Linked DNA regions of Anser cygnoides: region 2 is linked to region 1. Evidence: chromatin contacts called from public Hi-C data. All regions are on one chromosome and are shown on one strand. Each heading gives the region's core, a stretch centred on a gene start, on an enhancer-like site or on the middle of the called end of the contact. The rest is flanking DNA. Distances are from core to core; before and after follow the strand shown. Region 1 holds the start of PMFBP1 (polyamine modulated factor 1 binding protein 1). Region 2 overlaps ZFHX3 (zinc finger homeobox 3).

Evidence for each region. A called contact is a pair of places that touch in the nucleus more often than the background predicts.
Region 2: a Hi-C map of liver shows a contact between it and region 1, with 2.2 times the contacts expected there. The contact joins the enhancer-like site here to the promoter of PMFBP1 in region 1. A contact is called at or near these places in 3 of 7 Hi-C or Micro-C datasets (granulosa cells and liver).

Annotation. Positions count from the first base shown.
Region 1 is chr12:335,394-340,640 of Taihu_goose_T2T_genome, reverse strand. PMFBP1 (polyamine modulated factor 1 binding protein 1) reads left to right here and starts at 3,735. Exons shown (of 14, transcript XM_048050473.2): 1 at 3,735-3,858; 2 at 4,191-4,320; 3 at 4,813-5,061. The coding sequence starts at 3,803. It overlaps DHX38 (DEAH-box helicase 38), which reads right to left. Exons shown (of 26, transcript XM_067004722.1): 26 at 3,316-5,247.
Region 2 is chr12:625,691-631,270 of Taihu_goose_T2T_genome, reverse strand. The region is part of intron 5 of ZFHX3 (zinc finger homeobox 3); the gene reads left to right. Among named protein-coding and RNA genes, the nearest start is that of PMFBP1, 290 kb to the right of the region's middle. Within about 2 kb of position 2,645, at least 1 of the 3 cell types and tissues checked has open chromatin away from gene starts, as enhancers often do. A contact at or near this core is called in liver, where this site is marked.

The DNA of each region.
Region 1 (5,247 bases), core at 2,486-4,985:
CAAGTGTGTAATCAGCACATCCATAGGCGACATGTTGGTTCAGGCTGTGTAATACACAGCAACTTCAAAGCAGGCTCTCAACATGAGCTCATGCCGCTGGAGTGGGGCAGTCGGTGCCTGAGCACACTGCTGCAGGACTGGCGTTGTGCAGATGGAAGTGGAAAACTGCCTGGTGGCAGGAGTGTGAGATGGGTGTATATCTAAACACAGTGCTGGTGTCACTCCCCAAACAGAAAACATCTCAACCTCCCTCCTCCTGCCCCCACCTCTGCCTGCCAGCTCCTCTGAATGAAGTCTCAGCTTTGTTTTACTGATTTCCATTTTGTATCCTAAAATATTCACTCCAAGTTCCGCTTGACAGACGTCCCTAATCTAATCTCCACGTCTGCTTTCTAATTTTTGCAGTCAGGATAAAACAAATCGGCTGGCGTTAATTGCCTGTGCAGCGGCCTGGAGCTTTGAGCCGTGATTTACGAGCTCAGAGCAGGCGCTCTGCAACACATTTTTCTTAATTTATTTTTAATGAGTCTCTCAATTAATTTTCTTGGAAACATCTTAATGATGTTGGAGGCGGGTGTTAATGAGGTTTGCACCAGCGCCTCATTTTGCATATTTTAAAGTACTGAATGGCATCACAAGCAAGCTCCTAGTCCTAAAAAAGAAAAAGGCTTAAAGCTGGGAGGAGACACCATCCTCAGTACTGCTACCTCAGCTTAGATGTTCGGGCTGTATGGGGCTGTTTGTGATGTTCAGTGTTGGGCAGCTGAAGTTGGCCAAACCCACAGAGATGGGACGACCCCAGCAGCATAGGAGGGCTGAGGGGCAGTGCTGGGGCACAGGCCAATGACCAGGACACTTCTTAACGGACAGGATCAAAGCCAGGACTCGGCACCTGGGCATGCTGTGTTTTTCCCTCGAGCCCTCTGTGCCGGTGTCCCCCATGACATTCCCCCGCCGAGCCCCTGGGGCAGGAGCACCCCAGGGCGCAGGGCTGGGCTGTGCACAGCAGCAGCCGTGGGGCACTGTGGGGCATCCACGCCAGCTTGCAGGGTCTCTGGTAATTGCTGGTGCGTGTGCCGGCGAGAGGCAGCAGCTGGATCGCCTTTGTTTTCTCACAGCACGTCAGTCTTCATTAAACCAGAGAGGAATGAAAATGGATTCACTTTTGTCCCAGCCAGAACGTGGCAGCTGTTTAATTTCAATTAACGTGGCACTGAAAAGAATAACATTACGGCAGTAATTAAAGTGAGACGTCTCCCACCCCCAGCGCCGCTCGGTGCAAGGTGCCAGCTCACCCAATAGGGTCCAGCTTGGCCCCACGCTCTCCCAGCAGCAGGCAAGCAAGAACAGGCATATGTGGGTCAGGTTTGTGGGGCTGCCCCCCAGGCTTGCCAGGACAGAGCTGGAACAGGGTTGTGCCCTTGCCATGCTACGCCCGCCTGCAGCAACCAGCCACAGGGCAGCAGGATCGGCGGCACGACCCCTGGAGGTGAGGGCAGCGTGGCACGGCATGGCACAGCACAGCACACATGGCGTGGCAGCGTGGACCATCACAGTGCGTGTGTGCAGCAGCTGGCTCGCAGTGGGCACAGGCTGGCGACGCAGCCAGGGCTGCTGCTGGCAGTAGCCAGGGAGGACGTGGCAAAGGCCCAACGTACGTACGTGGAGGCTGCAAGTGGGCCGTGGTGCCAGAGGCAGCAGATCTGGGTGCACACCGCTGCAGGACATCAGTGCTGTGCCAAGCTGCGCTGCTGTGTGCCAGGCAGAGCTGTGCTGCTCTGGGCAGAGCGGCACGGGCTCCTCCAGGCTCCACTGCCACCATGGGGCTGGTTCTCGCCTGCGCTGCCATGAGCAGGGTGCTGCCAGGGGAGGGCAGCCCACTCTAATTAAAGCAGCAATAGCGCAGTGATGGGGCACCAAGGAAGGAGAACATACATGTAGGTTCTGTGCTCTGGCTGCCACTGCCTGAGCAAGATGAAAATCTGCTGGGAGATTCTGTTCCCTTGCACTGGCAGAAACTAGACCTGAATTCAGCTGCGTTCTGCACGCAGCTGGCAGCAGTGGGGGTTAAGTGGCCCTGCTCACGCCACCGTCGGTTCTGCGCCCACTCCCACTGCCTGTGGCTGCAACCCGCTGGCGGAGCAGGTCGTCATGGCAACCGACGATTCCTCTTACGGTACATCTGAGTTCACCTTCTGGGCCCAGCTCGGCCTTGGAAATTTCCAGCTAAAGTACTTGCTCGTGAAGCAGCACTGAGCATCAGCGAGGGGGGGGTTGGGGGTCACAGGGAGCCCCGTGGCACAGGCAGCCAGGGCCAGTGGCAAGTTTGTGCCCCGGGCATCGCCTCACGGCTGCACCGGGGCTCCTGGGCAGGAAGGGTCGACCCAGCCGCTCACTCGCTCTCAGCCCTTTGCCAGGGCACTTCCCATCCCCTTGCCGCCGCTGCAGCCGTTGACTGATCAATCCCACCGTATTTGATGTGCTCAGGCACCACAGGCCCATTTCACCAGCCCTCGATTTCACTCCCACCCACAGCAGCACCCACAGTTTGCCTCTGTGGACTGCTTTTCATACAGCTGTGCAGCCACACACTTACCCACCCTGCACTAGCACTGCCCCTCTTGCTGCCTGGGCACTGTCGATACGCGGTCCTTCGGCAGCTTGATGAATTAATACCCATGCATCCCACTGCCACAGGGAGACCTGTGGGCACACCGTTTGGGACAGGTCTCCTGCGCCCAGGAAACTGGCCAGAGGTCGCTGCGCGCCCAGAGCCGACACCGAATCCTGCTGCCAGCATCTGTCCCCCCCCCCCGTGACAGCCGCCCACCTCTCCCCAGCAGGCTGGCGTTAAACGCGTGCCCGTGGATTTGGATTACTGTCGGCTCCCCCAGCAGCGGCTGGGCTCGAAGCCAGGCCCAGTTCCACCCCCAGGACTTCTTCCCACCCACAGGAGCCGTGCTTGTCCCAAGCCCCGAGCAGGCACTGGGGTGTGCTCAGCCTCCCTCGGGGCCCATGGGCTGGGTCCCCACTGTGGCATGCTGCTGCGGTGGGCTCGCCGGCCCCAGACGGTTCGTGCTGTGCAGAGCAGAGGGGCCCCCACCGCAGCCACCTGCCCCCAGCTGTGGCCACCGTACTGCCAGGGCTGCCCAGGGCCCGCTGTGTTCAGTTACCACAGCACACGCAGGCAGAGGGCTCGGTGGTGGGTTTTTTTCCAACTATTGATCTGGTGCTTTGAGAGGGGAAAAAAAAATCTCCTTGGCTGTCTAAACACTATTGATCTGTGCCGGGAAGCCGCACGGACAGGGAAGGGCGTGGAAAAATTGAAATTTCATTTCCGACAACTTGTTCCTGTTATTTTTACTCTTCTGGACTGTGAGAAACACAGAGCAGCAGCCTCGGTCGATACCTCCTCCAGCAGCTGGACGCAGCTCCGCGGGGCAGCTCAGGGAGTCGCAGGCAGGCCCGGCAGGCCGGGGACGGCTGCCCCAGGGGCACAGCACCGAGCACGGCGCTGCTGCTGGCCCTCTGGCCACGGGCTGCAACGTTCCCTGGGGCCAACAATGGGTCTGGAGCATGGCACGACGGTGGCACAGAGACAAGAGGGCGCAAGGACAACATGAGGCTGGTGAGGACAGCACAAGGGTGCTGCAAGGCCCAGCACATGCAGCAGTACTGAGCACACGAGCACCAGGAGGCGTTCCCTGGTGGATACCTGAGCAGAGTCCGGGGTCACCAGGTTCTGGTTCCGGGCATTGTCCCAAGAATTGGCCAGGGCTGGGCTGCACCAGGGCAGAGCGTCATGACGTGCCAGGGATGGAGCACGGCTGAGGGGGAGCGTGGCACGCAAAGCCTGCGGTGAGGGCTGGGGGCACTGGGGGGGGCCCTGCTCCCCGGAGAGGGGCCTGCTGCTGCCAGAGGGGGGCCGGGGGCCCTCGCGTGGCTCCAACCTGTCAGCAGTGCCGTGCCTTCACAGGAGGCCCCTGCTCAGCATCTCCCCCTGGCACCAGGCGCTCCTGAGATGGGGAGCGCCAATGCCAGGCAGTGATGGTGGGGCTGCACAGGCAGGGCTGGGTGGTGTCCTTGGCTGCCCCTCCCTGGGGCCATGGGTTGTTCAGAGCCAAGGGGAAAGGCCCGCCTGGTGTTCTGGCCCTCCAGCAGTGAGAGTGACCAAAACATGGCACATTCAGGGAGGTTCCTGCACCCCTGGGACAGCCTGAGCAGCCCTGGGGAGGGCTGCCAGGAGCAGAGGCGGCGATGGCAGAGCTGAGTAGCTCCACGCAGCAGTGTCAGCAGGAGATGGAGAGCTGCCAGTCCCAGGTGAGTGGTGCAGGGCCCCGCGCCCACCCAAGGCACGAGGTGCACAGCGCAGGCTGGTGGCTGGGCAGTGCAGGAGGCCCTGGCCAGCCCTTGCCCCTGCCAGCAGAGAGCACATCCACAGGGGCTGGGGACAGCACAAGGGCTTGGGGCAGGCATCCAGGCCTGCTGCAGCTGCTCCGGTCCTGGTGCCTCCATTTCCCACAGCAGCCACAGGTCACACCGGCATCACTGCAGCGATTGTAGGATGCTCAGGTGTTTGAGAGCCCATTGGGTGCTGCCTGAACACACACAGGTTGTTGTCGCTGGGGGGTGGGGGGGGGAGGTCTGCACCCACCAGTCGTTAATACAGTCCCTTGCTGCTCTCTGACCAAAACCTGGCCTGCCCGTACAGTCATTCAAACCCAGTGCCTGGCAGGAGCTGCAGAAAGGGCTGGCTACTGGGTACCAGCCACAGCAGTGAGACAGACAGCTGCTGCTTGTGCTGTGCCCTAGGGCCAGAGGGAAGCAGAGGTGCCAGAGCCCCAGCAAAGAGAGCCCCAGGCATGCCAGGCCACAGAGCAGCAGGAGCTGGAGCCAGCACACGTGCTGGCCTCCTTACAGGCGCTGCAGCTGGACCTGGACATCTGCAGGGGCAGGAACTGCAAGCGGCTGGTCCAGCTACAGCAGCAAGAGTGCGTAGTGGAGCAGAAACACCAGGATTTGGTCTTTCTGATGCAGCACTACCAGGAGGTGATAGGCAAGGTACCACCACCGGGTGCAGCAGCCATGGGCCAGGCTGTACAAGTCCCCTGCCCTTGGCCACATGTTCCCTGCAGCCAGCTCCACCCAGCTGAGACACCATCCCTGCCCGACAGCCTTGCTTGTGCAAACAGGCAGCGATCAGCCCACCCAGCCCCAAAACAAGGCAGGCATAGCTGCTGCAACCCC
Region 2 (5,580 bases), core at 1,396-3,895, 290 kb before region 1:
CATTTTCCTGGTCATTAAAGAGCAATTCCTGTATAAAGCCATCGGATTCTGATTGTTGTTACAGATTGAAGATTTCTTAGTGGTTTATTCTGTACAAAGTCATTAGTGAAGAAAAACTTTATACCCCAGAGTGAAAATGTGAGCTTAACAACTGGCTTCCAAGTCAGGACTCATTACTCCTGCAAACACATACTCAGGAGGTTGGACAAGAAGGATGGTTTCTAAATCGGGTGGTGAAGGACACGAGAGTAGGAGCTGCTTTTAGAAGCTTTTGTGACTTCTTTATATTCAGGTGGGAAAAAAAAATCTAGTCTAGAATATTTCAGCTTTAATACTCTTAAAACCATTTAGGTATGTATTATCTGTTGTGGTGGAGAAGCTCGTCCTTTCTGTCTTGCTTGATTGTTCAAACTTGGCTCCTGTTTAGTTGTGTCACGCTGCAGCCTCTCTAAGAAACCAGGCATGCTCATTGACTGCAGATAAGGAGGTAATGAATTTCTAAACACTGTTTTGAAAATGCCTGCCTGGGCATAGTTTAATGGATGTTTCCCATTTATGGAGGGGCTCCGTATAATTCATGGGGGGAGAAGTGGGCAGTCCCAGGACAGTCTGCAGAGTCAGGACGTTGCCGATTTGCTTTGTTAGAGCTGACAGACCGCTCCGAGTTACAGCGACGAGAAACTTGCATTTAATAAAAGTCACTGTGGAAGGGTTCTTGGGATCTTGCCAGGGAGAGTTTCCTGTTTAAAATTAGAAAGTGGATTTTTTTCTTTCAAGCCTTGATGTAAACTGGTAATTGCTTGAGTTTTCTTTTAAATCCTAAGATGCTAGTTGGGGGGGGGGGGGGGGGGGGAAGAACAAGCAGAACCCCCCAAAACAGTGGAATTGCTTTTTGTGAGAGGAAAAATAGTGAATTTCTTACAACGGTGAGTCTCTTTCTGTGGTAACAAGTGAATTGTTAGGCAGTGGGCAAATGCAAAGAGAGCAGACTCTGTCCCGGTCCTTACCAGGCGCTGGGGAGGACCTGGGCTGTGTGGCTGGGCACACCTGCAGTGCTGACGGCGCCCCAGAAGTGCCAGAAGTTTCAGGAGCAGGGAGGCAAGCTCCACCGAAAGGCAGTGTGATAAAGCAAACTGTTTTTGTTTTGGCTTTTGGAAGGGTGAGCTTGTGGAACTTACAGCAGTAGCTCTGGGTGCTTCAGGTCATTTTTATTGTTTCTGGATTTGGGACGTTCTTCCGGTGTCTCAGGTGTGGGATTTGTTATTTATGATTTGTGCCGCCTTCTGCATCCTCCCTGGAGGAAGAGCCCTGATGAGAAGGCTCCTGCAGGTGCACAGCGTCCCAGGGAATCAAGCTGATGGATCTCCAGGTTCCCCTAAATGCTTGCCCTTTGCCCACCTTTACGCTCCCCGGGACGAGACCCCTGTGGCTTGACCCAAGAGGTGACACCCAGGCGTGTCCAGCTCTGGCCGCTGCAGCAGGCCGGGGGGTGCAGGGGGGTGCAAGGGAGGCGTGCTGTTACTTTGCTCTTAAGTGAGGCTGGAGAATTCATCCCGTTCCTTTGTTCCTTTTTTTTTTTTTTAACGTGTGTGGTTGTGTTATGTTTTGTTTTCTAATATGGAAAGAAACCTTATCCCTGTGGCTTCTGTTGCTGCTGGTAATGGGAGTGTTCGCTGAGATAAGGCCCCTCTGCCTCCTGCCCCCCCCAGGAGGAGGCTGGCAGCCTGCCTCTGCTCCGCGACCCAGCTAGCGCGGCCGTCCGGGCTGGATTTGTATATGCTAATGGGCCTGGCTTGTCCTAGCTTGTTTGTAATGATTTGTGGCTGCATTTATATGCAAATACTAACAACTTGCTGCTGAGTTAATTAGCGTTTTTTTCTCTTTGCTTCCTGGAGCTTTAGCAAAAGGCCTTTATTCTCCGCATTTCGGGTGTCTGACCTGCCCACCCGCTCCCCCCGCAGCAGCACCGCTGCACGTGGCGGCCGGGTGCCACCCTGCCGCGCGGGCGACGCCGGGAGCAGCGCGTGGGCCCTGGCTGCGTGGAGCCCGGGCCTGGCCCCACGGCTGCTGCCCGGGGCCGGCCGCCTGAGCCACGGCCTCCGCGGGCCGGGCGGGCGACGTGCTGTGGGCACGCGGTGAGCGTTTGCCGGCTGGCCCTGGTGGCCGTGGCTTCGCGGACGGGGAAAGCCAAGCCGCCCTCCCTCTCTGGACGGGCGCAGTGTTTGCTTTCTAATGTCGAGGTGGAGAGCGTTGGCTGCAGTCGGATGAACGACTCTCGCCAGACAAGAGGCTCCAAAGGCCTGTCTGGTGACCTGGACATGACAAGGATGGAGTGGGAACTGCTGGCCTTTGACATCAGCGTGGAGTTTGATTTTCACTTCTGGGGAGGGGAAGGCAGGCATTTCCTCTTCCCGGGAACAGCGTGTCTGTGTGCTAGCTCGGACTCGAGGATTTTGCTCCTTGTAGTCTTTCATTCCGTCTCGCTTTTTGCGGTCTGTGCAGGTGTTTGCTTTTGCCGGAGCCGTGAGAGCTGCACGTCGCTGAGCTGCTCGCTGTGCCCAGGGCTGGAGGAGGAGGTGGGCACAGCACAGCGCCCCGCGGCAGGGGCGGGGGGGCTGCCGAGACCCCGCTGAGGAGCACAGGGGCAGGGGAGCCTGGGCGGTTCTGCGAGTATCCTGTGTTCCTGCCTCTTTTCGCTCTGCTTGTTCATCCCTCCCTTCCTCCTTTCTGCCTTCAAGCCAAGCCTTTTTCACAGTTACTGCGTCAGAACTTTCTGTTGTTGTTGTTAAGCCGTTGTTTTCACCCTGAAAGGTAGGGCCCTGGCTTCTCAGCAGCAGGGGCAGGACAGAGGAGCCTGAGACTGCTGCAGCCTCTGGTCGCTGCCGTGGCTCCCCCTGTGCAGAGGCAGGGGCGGCACCGTCCCCGCCTGGCTGGGGCAGGGGTTGATGTCCCTGGGCTCTGTGTGCTGACAGCCTGTGCGCGAGGCTCTGTATTTTAGGCTCTTGGCTCTGTTTACTGATTTTCATGTGTTTTATTTGCGTGCTAGTTAGCTTGCAAGTTCTTTGGGCAATAAAACGCCTTAAATGGAATAGGACATTCTGAGGTCCCACCTAGATACTGGGAAGGAAACAAGTAAAGTGTGAGGCCACTGGAAAGTCAGCAGCGGAAATTGGTAAGCTTTCGTCCCTAGGTTGTCTCTCTTCAGTCTTTTCCACCGTGCTAATATTCGGAGCTTTATTGTTTTATCATGGGATTGTGGAAGAGTGAGTTTGTGGTGTGATAGAGTAACCTCCCCAGCACTGGATTCAGCAGGAAGAGGGGAATGTTCCCAAGGATGGAGCTCTGCAGCCTGATACAAGAGCGACTAGAAGTGGTGGCTGGCTGGTCAAGAGCCTTTTACTGTTTCTGAAGCCCTGGTTGCCACATATTTTCACCCTCACCTTATGGCTACTAAATGAAAGAGTTTTGGTATTTTATTTTGGTTTCCTGCTGTAACACCCTTCTGCACTGAAGCACCTCTTAAACCCAGGGGTGTTTGTCATTGGTTGGGTTTTAGACCAAGCTGATGTGTTTTTCCCCTGCCTTTACTTTTACTTTTCCATTTCACATCCTGCGAGGCAAAGGGATGTGGAATTGCAGACCTGTCCTGCTGCCATGCTGAATAACATGGTTTTGATTAATCCAAGGGGAGAAAAGTCAGTTTCTCGTAGCAACCCTGATGATTAAAGCTCCAGGAGAGGCAATTATTCCTGGTGTACGAAACTCTCCTACCACACTTGTCATGGGTGTTTTTTTAAAGCTCATCCACTGTGGCAAGTCACTGCTGCTTTTCGTAGCAGTGCTCATGGAGGCTTTGACAGACAGATGCCTTCCTCCTGCCCCTCTTCCTCTCCTTTTTGTTTCTAGACTTTTCTGTGCAGAATAAGTTCTTCCTGCAGGAGAGCTATCACAGGACCACGTGTAGCAGTAATTGTCAGCTCCAGGACAGGGCTTCCCCTGCTGGCATGGCTTGGGGAAGGCTGTGCAGCGCTTGGTATAACGCCGAGCTGGTGGCTTTGCTCTGTCCTGCGGGCAGGTCTTGTGGCCACCTGCCTCAGGGCTGCAAAGAGGGAACAGAAGGGGTTTGCAGCTGGGCGATAGCTGGGACGGTGCCCACGGGCTCCCAAGCTTTAGAAGAATCGAGCATCACTGGCGCTCGCTGCGCCTGCCTCGGGCTGCCCACGCGCGTCTGCCCTGTCTGCCAGCTTTGGTGCACGGTGGGCCCCGTGTGGAGATGCTTTGGGTCTGGAATAAGAAAAGTGGCGACTTCTGAGCGGAGGCCTCCGATCCTGCTGGTCTGTCTGAGAGCCTGTTGGTGGGAAGATGGCTCGATGTGGCTGCAAAGCCGCGCGGTGTGGGCTGTTGGTGCCCAGCAGCGCTGTGAACTAGGACATGCTGGTGTCCCGCTGACGTTGGGGGGGTTCCTCAGTGATGGAGGAGGCGTCCTGCAATCCAGCTCATTGAGCCGTTTTCCCTGAAAGGTTCAGATAAAAACTTTCTAACACAGCATCTGTAACGAACAATAAATGTTTCAGTAAATTACCAGAAGTTGGTGACTTTTCCCAGTGCTCCCTGCTTGCTGGCCTTCTCAGGGGTTTCCTGTCTTTGTATCTTTCCCTTCTGGTTGATTTGTATCTTTCCTTTTATCTTTGTACCTCTTCCCTTTTGTTTGCAGTGTGCCCGGTGACTTGGTGTGAGGATGGGTTGTGCCTGCACTCAGTGGTGTGGTGGCTCGTGGAGCACCAGAGGGCTGGCGGCCACGCAGCCTGTGCCACGCTGGCTGCCGGGCACGCGCCGTGTGCCGGGCGGCTTCGTCCGTTACGGAGCTGGTGGCCGCCCCGCCCCTGGGTGCCCGACCCCTCACACCGTACTGATCGCACTCTTTGTCTCTCACCGTGCAGAGCAGGGACGGAGGTGTCACTTCTGGTGAAGCTGGGCTGTGCTCCTGTGAGGCGATGGGGGCGGCGCGTGGCGGCTGCCTGCTGCTCCCTGTGGGATCTGGGTGGCACGACGTGCTGCTGGGGCGGGGGGAGGCGGAGCAGGGCCTTGGCTGTGCCCACCGCCAGCACTGGCGCTGCCGCGGCGTTGCCCTGGCACGAGTTGGTACCTGGGTGGCACTGTGAGTGACTTGGCCGTTGTCACCTGCAGAACCACGATTCGCGTTCCGTTACTGTAACAGCATTGCTCTTTTTAAAATCTTTCCCAAATACTTTCCTAGCAGCGGTAAGACGTAGATACCTGTTTAAGTTAATGAGCAGCTGAACATCTCGTCCTCTCCCTGGAAAAGCAGGCGATGTTCTTCCCCGAGTAGCAGCTTTGAGCGTTACCCGTCCCGGGGGATGGCTGTGTCCATACCACCGGCTGGAAGCGCTGGGTTGTGCTCTGGGTGGTAGCGGTCTGGTTTAGCTGTGGCTGTGGGAACCTGATGCGGAGCCTGCAGTGAAATGGCTCGTTCCTGGTCGTGGGTGGGCCTCCCGTGAGGCTTTCCTTAACCCTCTGCTTTCTGCCAAGCACCTCCTGACTGTGCCGAGGTCGGGACAG